Regions from separate parts of the Mus musculus genome. Here region 2 is linked to region 1. A link is a contact called in public HiChIP or PLAC-seq data. All regions are on one chromosome and are shown on one strand. Each heading gives the region's core, a stretch centred on a gene start, on an enhancer-like site or on the middle of the called end of the contact. The rest is flanking DNA. Distances are from core to core; before and after follow the strand shown. Region 1 holds the start of Gng2 (guanine nucleotide binding protein (G protein), gamma 2). Region 2 overlaps Gm29899 (a long non-coding RNA gene).

The links. HiChIP or PLAC-seq counts read pairs in DNA pulled down with a chosen protein or histone mark.
Region 2: an H3K4me3 HiChIP or PLAC-seq map of stem cell-derived neural progenitor cells shows a contact between it and region 1, with 8 times the contacts expected there. The contact joins the enhancer-like site here to the promoter of Gng2 in region 1. A contact is called at or near these places in 11 of 39 promoter capture datasets (the 3T3-L1 cell line, cranial neural crest, embryonic stem cells and 7 more), 1 of 484 Hi-C or Micro-C datasets (embryonic stem cells), 5 of 115 datasets of contacts at active chromatin or transcription factors (embryonic basal ganglia, embryonic stem cells, epiblast stem cells and 1 more) and 1 of 9 other capture datasets (adipose tissue).

The regions. Positions count from the first base shown.
Region 1 is chr14:19,973,617-19,980,729 of GRCm38.p6, forward strand. It overlaps Gng2 (guanine nucleotide binding protein (G protein), gamma 2), which reads right to left and starts at 3,633. Exons shown (of 4, transcript NM_010315.4): 1 at 3,342-3,633.
Region 2 is chr14:19,735,525-19,742,637 of GRCm38.p6, forward strand. All of the region lies in intron 3 of Gm29899 (a long non-coding RNA gene), which reads left to right. Among named protein-coding and RNA genes, the nearest start is that of Nid2, 12 kb to the right of the region's middle. Within about 2 kb of position 2,762, at least 61 of the 459 cell types and tissues checked have an H3K27ac peak or open chromatin away from gene starts, as enhancers often do. A contact at or near this core is called in stem cell-derived neural progenitor cells, where this site is marked.

The DNA.
Region 1 (7,113 bases), core at 2,383-4,882:
TGGAAAGTATTTAAATGGCCATTTCTTCAAAGAAGATACACCAGTGGCCAAAAGCAAATGAAAAATAAAAATCATTGGGAAAATGTCAATCACATGAGGTCCACTTTTGCAAGATGGGGTTGGAAGTATTTGAGACTCTGCGGCCATAGCCAGGAAAAAGCAAATCCAATCACAAAGAGACTCCACCTCACCATAGGGGGGCAATTATCAAAACAAATAACCAAAAAGAATCAGCCACAGCCACTGGTGAAAAGTCAAGTGAACTAGAACCATTTTGTCGCACTGGAGCAGTGTCAAGTTGTATAGCTGCTATAGGAAACAATATGGTGGCTCCTCAAAAAACACAGAAGCCAGGGACTCTACACACCTATATTCATAGCAGCATTGTTTGTAATAGCCAAAAACTGGTCCAAGTATTCATCAAAGGATGAATGGACAATCAACATGGGATGGATATATGGTATGAAATGTTATTCAACTTAAAATGTAGGAGATTCTCACATGTGCTACAACAACCTTGGAGACAGTATAGAAGATGAATTAAGTTCATCATGAAACATTGTGTGATTCCCTCTCCATCGTGATGGTTCCTCATAGGGCCTGAGCTACAGAGAAAAGGAGAAATATTGTTTAATAGTTACCAATTTTCTGTTTTACAAGATTAAAAAGAATTCAGCAGGTGATGGGGACAAAATAGCACATTAATGTGTTTATGCTTAATTCTATGGAACTGCATGCTTCAAAGTTACTAAAGTGAGACATTTTGTGATATGAATATCCTTTTACAATACAGAAATCTCTGTTCTCAGAGGCAATGGCAGAGACCACTAAGCTAACTTCTCCAGATGCCACTAGAGGGACAAAGTGACACTTCAGCATCTTTCTGTACCCAGCACTCACTTATCCACACACAAAAGCAAAGGCTGAGTGACATAAAGTCCTGACTATGTGCTGTTGTGCTTTCTTCACAAGGAAGAAGCTAAGGTTCACAAAGCCATGGACTGAGTCACGTGGTAAGAGGCAGCAGTGGGCTTCGGAGGCAGAGCATGTTGCCTCCAAAATGTTCCCTTGGCACTCTTCCACATTCCTTTCTTCTCCTCATACTGAATTCTTGTGAATAGGTGTTCTACTTTTAGACTTAAAAGTTGGAGAATCGGTCTTAAAAAGTTGTTCAGCTAACGCCATCACTACATACACATCACCCGAGGCCCAGGGCTGGCCATAAAATAATAAGAGTCATAAACCATATGTCAGGAAAACACAAACACACACACACACACACACACACACACACACATCCCATTAAAATTTCAGTGTTTGTTGACGCCCTTTCCAGCCACCAAATACCCTGAGGAAAAGAATGCCTGTGAGTGTTCTGTATGGCCAGAGCGGTGGGAATAGTCTCCTTCTGCATCGCAGAAGCACACCCACCCATCTGCTCTTGCTTACGAAAGAATCCTGCCCTCATCCTCACAGACCTGCTGTTGCTCACTCACGTTCCGCCTTGAGCTGAAATTTAACAATTAAGGAAGTGTTTTCTGCTGTGCACAAAACAGGCAGCTCTTAGGTGTTTTCAGACAGATAGCAGGGCACCCTTGACTCTACTATGCCTACTGGCCAGGGTTTCATCACCTCACTCTCCCGTGAGACACATGGGAGGGGTAACACACATTTTCTAGACATCCCCAAACAAAGCAGGGTGTCGCATCATCTGCGAACACAGGCTGTAGACGAATCAGTATGAAAGGAAAGTCCTGCCGTCCTTATAGCCCAGAGGCCCAGCTTCCTATTTCAGTTAGGGACACACAGTGCGATCACCAGACTCTAGATCTAGCCTAGGTCTCCATCCAGAAGAATGAAGCTACATATTTCACTTTAGGATGCGATGGGGACTTTAGAATCCTGAAATGACTCGCTTTGATTAAATTCAAGAAAGCCTTCCCAAGAGCCCATGGTTACAGCAACTCCTACACATGCTCAGGAAAATAGAAATTTATTTCTTCAGTGTCCATGAAAGCTTCCTGTCTCAGAAAATGCACCGCTACTCGACAAATTCTGAGAAGCTAAATGAATTTCATAAAGGTGACAAAACAAAACTGAATCTCAATTGTGTGGCTTCTTCAACTGACAATGGTTTTATCACAAAAGTACATATTTTCTCCACTGGTATTATTTGGACCTTAAAAAAAGAAACTTGTATTTTAATAATTCATGAGTATTCAAACATGCCATTTTATTGTTTTCATTCTACCACACGAAGCTCTTTCTTTGCTTTGAAAAACTATCTCCTTTTATTGTATATAAAAAAGTAAAAATCATTTTAATCAATGCTTTCTTATGCTTAACTACACTTTTGTTGAAGATTTTTTAAAAATTATGACACAGTTTATTAAACTGTTTATCCTACATGTTCTGCCAAAAAAGCCCATAATCTCAGTTCAAGCCTGTTAGACCTCTTTATTGTACTTTTATATATATCACTCATAAACGCAAACCAGTTACTATCCCAGACTCATTATCAGCATCCAGTGCTTAAGAAAATTTACAGAATAAAAACTGTGTTCTGATTGTATTAACTCAGTGTACAGCATACACAGACAAGGAAACAAACCAGCTCACTTCGATATTATCTCTGTCTAGAATTAACAATCGTTTTGATCTAGAGATGGATAAAATTCATACAGGCATAAAATCCATTTACACACCGGTATCCGATTTTCAGCAAGTTATAGGCCGGCCATGGTCCTTTAAATAAGGATGCAACTTTAGGGTAAGACCTACTAACAAATGGTAGCAGCAAGGAGAGGAAGACACTAGTTCCTTAGAGGTAAATACTGGCCCCTCGCTCTCGAAATGCGAGCCTTTGTTGGTAAAAATCTATGTACAAAAGAACCCAACATCCTCACAGCCAAACCACAGCCATAATGTTGCAAAGAGACGGCTCACCGAAATACATACGTATATGAGTGTGCTTAACATCTTTCACCACTTACACCCCAAAACAAGGGTCTGCCACGCTCGGGTGCCCAGACTGCAGCTTCGCACCCCAGCTGACTGCAACTCAGCCCTGTCGGTCTGCTGAGCCAGCTAAACAAACCACTTCTTACATTCAGCTTGTTTTCCTAAACACTGAGGGTGGTTCCCCACACCCTGAACAAAATGTGTCACAAATCTGACCATCGTTCTCGAAAAAAAAAAAAAAAATTAAAATCCCATCTTAATCATTTCCCCCAAGCCTGAATCAATGTTCCTCGCTTCCCTAAGAAATCCACCCCAAAACCCACAAGCATGGTCACTTCATCTCAATTCAAAAGGAGCTACATGGAAAACGTGTCCTTTACCTTGCTTGGCTCCGGAGGCTTGGTTAGAGAGCAGCTTCCCCTGGCGGAGCAGATGGGTGGTGAGGTCGGCCCGCCCAGCCCAAGCCCAGCCCAGCCCAGCCCAGCCCAGCCCAGCCCAGCCCAGTCAGCCCAGCCCAGCGCAGCGAAGCCCTGCCCAGCCCAGCCCAGCCGTAGTAGGAGTTGCCCACCGAGAGGCGTCGTGTGTCTGTCTGTATAGCAGCCCCTGAAGCCCAAGCCTGAGTCCCCACCCAGCTTTGTCTTCAATCCTCATTCCTACAGGAAGCAGCTCATCTCCCACTTCCTCCTCTCTTAGTATCGGGTAGCAAGCCAGCTTTCTCGTTTGCTTCTCCCACCACTTCAGGGCTTCCTCTAAGTGGCTTTGTCTGCTGCTGATGCTAATTTGGCTCTAATCCCCTGGACCCCTTTTTTCCAGCGCCCTTCCATCCCCACTGCACTGTCTTCTCAGTCCTTTTCTTATCTCCCAGCGCTCATCTCCCAACAGTGTCCACACAGTGCCTCAGTGGGTTTCCTCAACACCCAAACTGCTTTCTCATTCTGAACTGAAGCTACTGTATTTATTGGGCCGGCGTAGACTCTGGTCCTGAGATCCGGGGCCAGCCAGCAGCGCCTTCTAATTTACGGCCTATCTGCATTCCCAAGCAGCTTGCAGCCTCTTGCTGCCGAGTTTTTCCTCTGTGGCCAGCCAACCTTTCCGGAGCTTCATTCCCCCAAGGTCTCCCTACCACTGAGATTTTATTTAACCCATATGCTTAGAAAATAATGGCACCCGCAGGACTTCTGGGACGTGTGAGCTAAGCCAAGTCCTGCAATGCTGAGGTAGATCTAGCAGTGAGAACAGTCCGAGGAGAGTGTGAATGAAGGGAGGGGTGTGGTCTGAGTGGCCCGGATTCCCAGTCCAGCCATAGATCCCCTCCTCTACCACCCACCTAATATTGGTAGGGCTGAGGGGCCTCTTTTGCCCTTTGTTTCAGACAATAGGATAGTGTCATGAATAAAGAGAACCATTGTCAGTCTGTCCTCCAGAGTTAAAATCTGAGCTGTCATTCCTGCCTGTAAACTTAGACAAATGACTTAATGTCTATATGCCTCAGTTTCCCCACTTGCAAAAATCATACCATATTTCACAGTGGAAAAATCTGAGAAGGAAGTAAGACCAGACAGATACGTGGTGCTTCAAATAGTTCCCAGAGCAGAGAAAATACTCAATTACATACTATCGGTTATTATTTACAAGAGACTGAAACTCAGGTGACAAGTGGCTCGGACAGTCAACAGCCGGTCGGACACCAGTGTTTGTTCCCCTGGCTTCCCCCAGTTATGTTCACAGCTGAGCCCTGATGCTTGTGGCAACAATTTACCCCAGGTTTGAGTTATTCTTTCTCTGGATTAAGGAAGCACTTTGGGGGAAGGTACATTTTAAACACCAGCAGGGCAGCGAGGAGGGAATCCTTGCTCCTGAAGGGAGGTGATGCATGGTAGTCATAGCTGCAGTTTCAGTACTGTAGCCTGAGACAACAGAATCACTTTGAGCTCAAAGCTCCTCTGAGTTACATGGTGAGACCCTGTCTCAAATGTAATTAATAAATAAATCCATCCTCTCTCAGAAGCCAGGCCTAGAAAGCTAACCTTCTCAAGCATTAGAAGCAATCTGCTACTGTATTTTGAAGGCCCTGTCCTACCTTCACTCACCAGGAGGGAATCTGACAGGAAAATCTAGATTGATGCAGGCTCATCAGCTGTGCCTTCCTCGCACACCCTGGGGACTACCGAATGTCATTCTGGCAGGCGCAAAAGTTACTCTCAGTGAGTGTTCTCAAACAATCCCAAGATTCCTTTTGTTTTGATTTCAAGTTCCATGAAGTTTCTCAGAAATCTTTTTTTATTGTAAGAGACCAGAAATGTCCAACATAAAGTATATATACATACATATATATAAAATAGTGTGTGTGTGTGTAATGCTAAGCCTAAGGGGGGGGGGAGGTCTCAAAAGTTTGGGGAAATTATAAAAACAAGACTTTGGTCAATTTTAAACCAAATTTTAAATCTTTACTTTTAATCCAGCTAAGAGACTCTCCTTCCCTCCCTCCCTTTCTCCCTCCCTCCCTCCCTCACTCCTCTCCATGAGAAAGGGGTTGGTATTTCTATTAAGTTTTTATTTAGAAAAAAATCTTTTAAACAAGAAATCACTAGGAATTTGTGCCTGCCTCCTAACGTATCCCCTCTACTCTGGTCATAAACCTCCCAGGAGATTCATCTGCCGGGCTCCAGGAGAGACCGACCAAACTCCTCAAACTAAAAACCCAGATTTTAAGATGTCCCCTTCCTGTCATTAGCCTCATTGATTTCTGTCCCAGCAGCTTCTTCTTTCAGGAGGCAAGAGTCACGTGTGGGTGTGTAGCTCCTCCAGGGGAAGAGATTAATCCAGCTTAGAGTTGGAACACAAGCATACGAGGCCCTGACACCCGGCCTACAATGTACCCATTTCATAGGGGAAAAGGTGAGCCTCTTACTTATGTGAAATGCTTGTGCAATCAATTGTCAGATGAAAGCTACTTTACATACATTCCATTGACTCAGAGATAAAAATCTGAAAACATTCACCACTGTTCTCATTTGCAGAAAGTAATACCCTGCTGTATGTCTTACATTTATCTGATAGTGGTGGCTGATGGGGACACAAAGGGCATCATTTTAGCCTAATGTCCCCATTTTCCTATAATTTTGAGCATTCTGGCTAGCAGTTCATAGGAGCTCTAAATATTACTTGACGCCTACTCCTCTCTCTATAGTCTCCATTTTCTTTAAGAAGGCACATCAAACCAACTGTACACACAGTGTTAGGATAACTGCATACCCCCTTTTCTTTGCTATTTCAAAGTAAATCAGTCTTTGATGGCTACCTCCAAATTACCTCTTTACCCAGGTTGTCCCTCTCTCCTCCCCTGCCACCACCTTCTGTCCCCACTGCTTTGGGTTTCCCTGTGTGGCTGCAATGTTTTCTACTATAGGCCTCTACCTCCAGCCATTCTTCTAAGTCATCCTTAACAGAATTTCAGTTCCAAAATGAAGAGCTGACCATGTCACTGCCCTGCTTTCATTGCTACCTTTCTGCCCTTCCCACGGCACAGCACGCCAGACCCTACATGATGCCACCCGTCTACACTCCAGCCTTATTGCCTCTTTCAGTCTCATGTCTACCAGTGGGTAGAGTCTGCCGTCCAGCCCCCACCTCTGAACCCTGACAACGTACTATATCTATCTCCAGACACACCCTCATCCTTCTCTCTAGGATGTATTCTGGAGAGCCCCTGTTTGTCACTCAACACAGCCTTTCTTAGAAGACTTCTTCGATGGCTAACTTTTGTTGTCAACTTGAATTTAAAAGAAGATATCTCTGGAAGTGTCTGTGAAGATGTTTCCAGAGGCGCTTAGCTGGGGTCAGGGGATGGGGGGGGTGGGGGGAGCATCATTCCATGGAATAAAAGCCCAGACTGAATGAACAGGGAAGAAGGGGAAAAAGTAGGCTGCATACTTCCTCTGCCATGCTGTCCCGTCCACTATAGATGATGACCTCTGATGCCTTCCTTCCTTAAGTGGCTTCTCTTGGGGATTTTGTCACAGCATGAAAAAGAAGAAAATCTCCCCTGGCCAAGTAGGCAGGCAGAGCAGGGTCTCTCCTCTGCAGGGTCATTCTGCCCTGCCCCCGACTCTCCTTCAACACAGTTGTTTTAATGTTGATCCACTGTACGTC
Region 2 (7,113 bases), core at 1,512-4,011, 240 kb before region 1:
GCTGGGTACTCCTTACTCTTGCCAGCACGACACATATCTTTTATTGTTGCTAAACACTGGGTGAGCGCCAGCTCAAGAAGTTTTGGTTTTAGATTTAAGAGCTGATGAGGCACGGAGCTGGGATGCCAGTGTAGGTGTCTGCTTCCAGCCTGCCAGTGTGATCTGCTACGGGTTTACCACCTGGGGTTCTGGTAGGGAAAAGACGCTGTTTCATAGTGTTTGTGGTTCTCATGATATAAATATCCCCACCATGGCTAGTCGCAAGCTGCCAACTTGATTGCACTGAACAAACTTGTTAAGAAATCTACCACATCTATTCTTTCTGGCATCAGTTGTCATCGTCAGCTCACCAAGATCGCCTTGTATGTACTAATGCCATCAAATACCCTGAGGAGCCTAGCACACTTGTTTTGTCACCTGACCCTCTGTTCTCCAGCAGTCATTCCCACAGAGGTCCATCCCAGAACAACCATTGGAGGAACCCAGCCAGGCACTACCCTGGAGGTTTACACGGTGTTTCTAACTCAACTTGCCCATAACCATTTCAAGGAGACACTACTGTTTTCCTTACTTCCTTAAAAATTAATTTAGAGGTCTGGAGAATTTAAATGGTTTGGTGAAGATCACACAGAATACAAGTGAAGTGTGTCTAGACTAAGGCTAGACCAGACTCTTGCACCTTGCAGGTGACCTTTAGAGAAGGCATTGAGAAGTTAATGAAGACTGGCAAGAAGCAGTTTTACACAAGTGCTATGGGACAGATGTTATTTTCCCTATATGATACCAAACGTTGGTTACCTGAACTGGTGATAGCAGACATTGTAAACATCAAGATATTGGCTGTGTTTACATTTTTTTAAATCTGAACTTTCCATGGGTGTGATGATGTACAACTTTAACCCCAGCACTTGGGAGGCAGAGTCAGGCAGATCTCAGAGTTTGAGGCCATCATGGTCTATAGAGTTCCAGGATAGTTAGGGCTACATAGAGAAACCCTATCTCATTAAAAGCCAAACCAAAATCAAAACCTAACCAAAACTCAAAATCAAACAAAATTTTAGACATTTTAATAAGGCAGTTCTGATGGAGAAACAGATGTCTAGAATTGAGTCCACAGTCTGCTACCAGAAGCTTCATCTCTGAAACAATGCCATTTTGAGTCTTTGGTCAAAAAAAAGATAACAATTTTTTTAAATTAATTAATTTTGAGACAAGGCTTCACTATGTAGCCCTGGCTGTCCTGGAATTCACTATGTAGACCACACTGACCTCAAACTCACAGAAATCCCTCTGCCTCTGCCTCCTCTGCCTCTGCCTCTGCCTCTGCCTCTGCCTCTGCCTCTGCCTCTGCCTCTGCCTCTGCCTCTGCCTCTGCCTCTGCCTCTGCCTCTGCCTCTGCCTCTGCCTCTGCCTCTGCCTCTGCCTCTGCCTCTGCCTCTGCCTCTGCCTCTGCCTCTGCCTCTGCCTCTGCCTCCTGACTGCTGGGATTAAAAGCATGCACCAGCATATCCAGCTTGTGATAATCAATTTTTGAAAAGTATTTTTAGATTTATTTATCTCATTTTATGTGTATATTTTGCCTGTATGTGCATACATGTGTGCCAGGGGCCTGTGGGAGCCCAGAAGGGGGAGTCTGGTTCACAGAAACTGGAGTTGGGGATGGTTCTAAAACCACAAGTGTTCTTCTCTGCTGAGCCACCTCCCCAGACCCTATAACTAATTTTTAAACAAAATTCATGGGCCTTAAAAGCATGTCTAGGAGCCAGGCAGTGGTGGCACATGCCTTTAATCCCAGCACTTGGGAGGCAGACAGATTTCTGAATTCGAGGCCAGCCTGATCTACAGAGTGAGTTCCAGGACTGCCAGGACTACACAGAGAAACCCTGTCTGGAAAAACCAAAAAAAAAAAAAAAAAAAGGAAGAAAGAAAAAGAAAAACAAACAAACAAACAAAAGTATGTCTAGGGGCTAGAGAGATAAGAAAAAGAAAGGAAAAGAGGGAGGGAGGGAGGGAGGGAGGGAGGGAGGGAGGGAGGGAGGGAGGGAGGGAGGGAGGGAGAGTGGCAAACAGGTGTGCTGGCCTGTGATTGAAATTCCAGTACTGAAAAGATAGACTCACTGGCAGCCAGCAAGGCTATGAACTCTAGGCCAGTGAGAGATCCTTTCCCAGGAGAGAGAGGTGGCAGGCAGGCACACATACAGTCACACACAGCCCCATACTTACCCCACACACTAAGAAAAGACAAGGAAGGAAAGGCATGCCTGTGGTCTACAATAGAGGTGTGGTGATGCATTCCTCTAGCCACAGAACTTGAGAGGCTAAAGATGGGAGATAAAGAGTTTGAGGCTAGCCCAGGCTATATAGCAAGACTTTGTTTGTTTGTTCAAAAACAAGGGTGGGGGAGTAAATGTGTCAACTAGTTGTTCCCACAGTGCTGAGAGGTCCTGAGTGGCTCATGAGCCTGGCACTCCTCCTGTCCCTCTGCAGTCTTTGCAGTTATTTCTCCTGTTTCTTTGGCTTTTTTATTTCTCCTGACTTTAAAGCTTCAACAGATGGACTAAACATCATTGCCCAGGCCCCTCTGAGGGTCCTCATCCAGCATGGGGTTGGGTGCGTTCAGAAACAGGCCCGAGGAAACCACAAGCAGGCTTAGGTTGAGAATTGCTGTGCACGAAATCAAATCCTCTTCATTCTGCTCTGACCAGAAAGAATGTTGAGAAAGAAGAGCCTGGCTCTGCTTCCCTGTGGATGTGATAAAGTCTGAGACTTGCAAAAAAGCTTAAGTAGTGCAACTTGTGTAAGAAGAATTCCTTGGGTGCACTTACTATAAACAAAGGGTCCTTGGCACGAACAGAGAACTGAACAGCTGCAGCTGCAAGAGATTTGCTTAGACAACCAAAACATTAAATACTCTTGGGGGAGAGAGGGGGAGGGGGAGGGGGGAGGGGGGAAGGGGAGAGGGAGAGAATGTCCATCTTCTTTCTACATCTCTGTAGCCCTTCTAGGACTAAGTGTGCCTATCTATGGCTGAAAGGAACACTAAGCATGACTGGATCTTCCCTTTATTTCTTTCAAGTTAAGTAAACACCAGGGTCTGAGGTTAAGTCACTAGACATAAATCAAATAAATAAAAAAGAGGACACTGGTGGGACTTGAGCTTCCCAGAGGATATTATACAAGCTAGTGGGAGTGACTGATGCAGTAAGAATTGCCTTTTAATGAGATTATTGTGGCTCCACATTGGAATCAGCTTACTTAATGTGGGAAAGCCTAGGGAAGCAACAACACAGCATCATGCATTTCTTGGTCGTCTTGCTCACCCTTATGGTACTGCAACTATCCAGACTCAGTTTCCTCAGGCATCACCATGAAGTCAACTAGACCTTGTTTCATGTCTCTGCAGAATTCAATTAATCATATGTTACTAAAATAACTGCTACATGCTCAAAGCATGAAATATGTAATTTCATCTTTTACAACAAATGTACAATTAACTGTGCTTATCTCTGCATAAAAGGAACTTTTAAAGCATGATGGCATTTTCCCTTTATTTCAAGTCAAGCAAACACAGAGGTCTAAGATTAAGATTACTAAACCATACTAGTAGATTTTACCCCAAATTTTACTAGTTTATACTAGAAGTACTATTGTTATTATTTTGGAACATGGAATTGTCAAATTATGACTTTTCAATTTCAAGAAAGTGTCTCCTGGGCCATCACGAACTCACTTTCATCCCACGCTGGACTCAAACTCTTAATTCTTGGGCCTCAGTTTCCCCAGTGCTGAAATTAAAGGCATGTGTCACCAATCTTCACAATCCGTTATCGTTTTTATTTTTAATAACAAGCATGTATCATCTCTGAAATAAAATCATCACTATGTCAAACATCTGGATGTAGAGGTAACGGTCTCAACATCAAATAATGACTAGTTGTTACAGTTAGAACAATACAAGTTAAAACTATAACATAATACTGTTTTGTGCCAACGATCCTGATTGCATGGCTGCAGGAGGATAAAGCAGCAACCACACCGAATGCTGGAGCAGACGCAGCAAGATTAAATCATTTACACATCACTGGAGGCTGCAAGGGGCACAGCCACTCAGGGGTGCGGGCAAGCACTGTTAATAAGTTAAACACACACTTGGTAAATGACCCAACAGCTCCAGTTATAGAAAAAGGGAGGCACTTATTTTCATATAAAAATCACACACAAATATTTGTAGCTCATTTATTCACAGCCATATCCTTCAACTGGTGAATGGATAGCTGTGACACACTGGTGCGGTGCAACACTTGGCTGCAAAAAAGTCAAATGTGCCATGCATATTTGCAACTCTGTGAATGAAAGCCAAAGGCATTATGCTAAGTGAAAGAAGCCAGTTGTCAAAAACTCTATGTTCCCTTTTATATGATGTGGAAAAAACAGCAGTGGCAGAGGGTTAGAGAACACAGTCTGATGGCAGACGGGGAAAGTGGAAGCCCTAGGGAAGTCATTGGGGATGGAACAGAGAGCTGTGTCTCTTGACTGTGGCGTTGCTCACACGTCTCTTAAGCAACTGTCACTCTCAGAGATCTGTGCATCAAAATGAGTATGATTGCATGTAAATCTAAAAATACCGTTTCAAAAAAGAAACATGCTATCAACATATATACTCAATTCATGTTTTCTCTTTAGAAATCTCTTCACAAGTGAGCTTTCATTCTGTCATGCTGGGGGTGGGGTCCAGGGCTGTGTGCATGCTAGGGAAGTTCTCATCGCCAGGCTCCTCACACCTCTGAACCTATCCCATGGCCTTGCTATGTCAGGTCAAGAGAAGCAGCTTTGAAACTGGCAGTCGCTCTACTGAAACCAGAAGGGTGATGGAACTGTGATATTCTTGTTTCCTGAGGGAAGTCTGGGAGTCCATAGTTACAGTTAGGAAAACTCTGTATAAGTGCAGATGGGTGAGGCAGAGGCCAATGCTTCATAAGGGAAGCCAGGCACTCATAAGCACACGCCATATTGTGGATGGCGTGTGCCAAGCCTTAATAGCAGCCAACTCTCCTTTCATACTGCAGGAACCAACCCCTTGCCTTGTTCAGTCATGTCTGCCTTAAGTTTCTCAACTTCTTCCATGTACAAACACTGGATAAACAGGTGTTTTACAGCCGGGGCAAGGTGCCTCTCCTGACAGGTTTCTGGACTGAACTCAGTGTATCTGCTTAAGCTCAAACACGTAACTCATAATGCTATGCTAGGCAGTACTAGAGTATCTGACGATACACTCCTCAGTTGTAAGCAGTGTAATGCTAACATCATTGTGCACACACACACACACATACATACAATGTATATATACAATAATAACATATTTTATTATTATTATTATTATTATTATTATTATACTGTAAAATTGCCTCAGGTTGCTTTTTTTAAAAAGTTTATGTAGAGAATAGAGGAGCAGTAAGAATGAAGCCAGAAGCCAGGCGTGGTGGAGCACGCCTTTAATCCCAGCACTTGGGAGGCAGAGGCAGGCAGGTTTCTGATTTCAAGGACAGCCTGGTCTACAGAGTGAGTTCCAGGACAGCCAGGGCTACACAGAGAAACCGTGTCTCAAAAAAAACTAAAAAAGAAAAAAAAGAAAAGAAAAGAATGAAGTCGGAACAAGAAAAAGGGGAGAGATAGAAGGGGACCAAAGTAACAATTCAGAAGCAAAGAAAAGGGAGATTGGGGGAGGGGACCCCTAGGTAACAATACAAAGGGCTGCAAAGCTGACTGAAACTGGAAGGCTAAACTTTTCTTTGTCAGATCCATTTTTTTCAGACTCTCTAAGGAAGAATCCTACTCTATACACTGTATTATTATTGAGTTCTATTGAAGAGTGGACCTAAGAAATTAGGTCTTGCAAATAAGAGGTACAGACAAGCTGCTCTGTGTAAACAAGCCTGGGTAATGATTATGGTAGACTAGATTGTCTTAATGAAGTGGCCATTTCACACAACCACTCACTCAAGGTCCAAGATAATGGGATCTACAGTTCCCAAGTGCCTCCTGTCCAGGGTCTACCTTTGCACTAGACCACCTCTTTCTTCCTGCCGGGAGCCTAGCAGTCTGGGAGCTCTTTTTCTGTTCCTTTGAGTCTGTAATTGTTAACCATGGCTGCCAAATGCTTCAAGTGCCACTAAAAGGAGGTCGTTGTCCCAAAGAGTCATGGTTCCTATGTATCAGCTACAGTCACTGACTAGCTGGGTGGCTCTGAGCGTGTCAACTGACCTTCCCACTAGGTTGCTGATGCAGATCTGTCTACAATGTTGGAATGAGTTATGTAAAATAATACACAGGAAAGTTTGCATTAGAATTCATTAACTTGCTTGGTAGTGGTGGCGCACACCTTTAATCTCAGCACTCAGGAGGCAGAGGCAGGTGGATCTTTGTTAGTTAGAGTCCAGCCTGGTCTACAGAGAAAGTTCTAGGACAGCCAGGGCTACACAGAGAGACCCTGAAAAGGGAAAAGAAATCACTAAACTCAGGGCTGGAGAGATAGTTCAGTAGTCAAGATCACTTACGGCTCTTGCAGAGGACAGGGCTTGGTTTCCCAGCACCCACATACATGGCAGCTCATGGTTCTTTGTAACCACAGTTCCAGGGGATACAATACTCTGTCTCTTCTGACTCTAAGAGCTCCAGAATTAAATGTGGTCCACATACACACATGGAGGCTAAACACTCATGCATATAAAATAAAAAAGTAAATAAGTCATAAATCACAAAGTCCTTTGCCAATGCAAGGGTTGTGACGATTTCATCAGCTTTTGGACGAGAATCTTTAGCACAGGTATGTCTAAGGTGAGACAGCGGCTGCTGGGATGCGCTGAAACACTTGGACGCTTAGAAAATGATTCACGTTGTCTACACGAATATCTATCAAATGTGCCCACCTACAATGTTTTGCCACTTTAACCTGCTTTCACATACATAACCTCCACTTCTTCCCAAACTCTGAAAGAGCAGAGACCATCTGACCCCACACTGACCCTGCCCTTTGTTCTTCATAATGTCACAGACTGGCCTCTGCCCTCTCTTCTCCCAGGCTGTACAATTAATATTCGAAATAGACATGTGGGG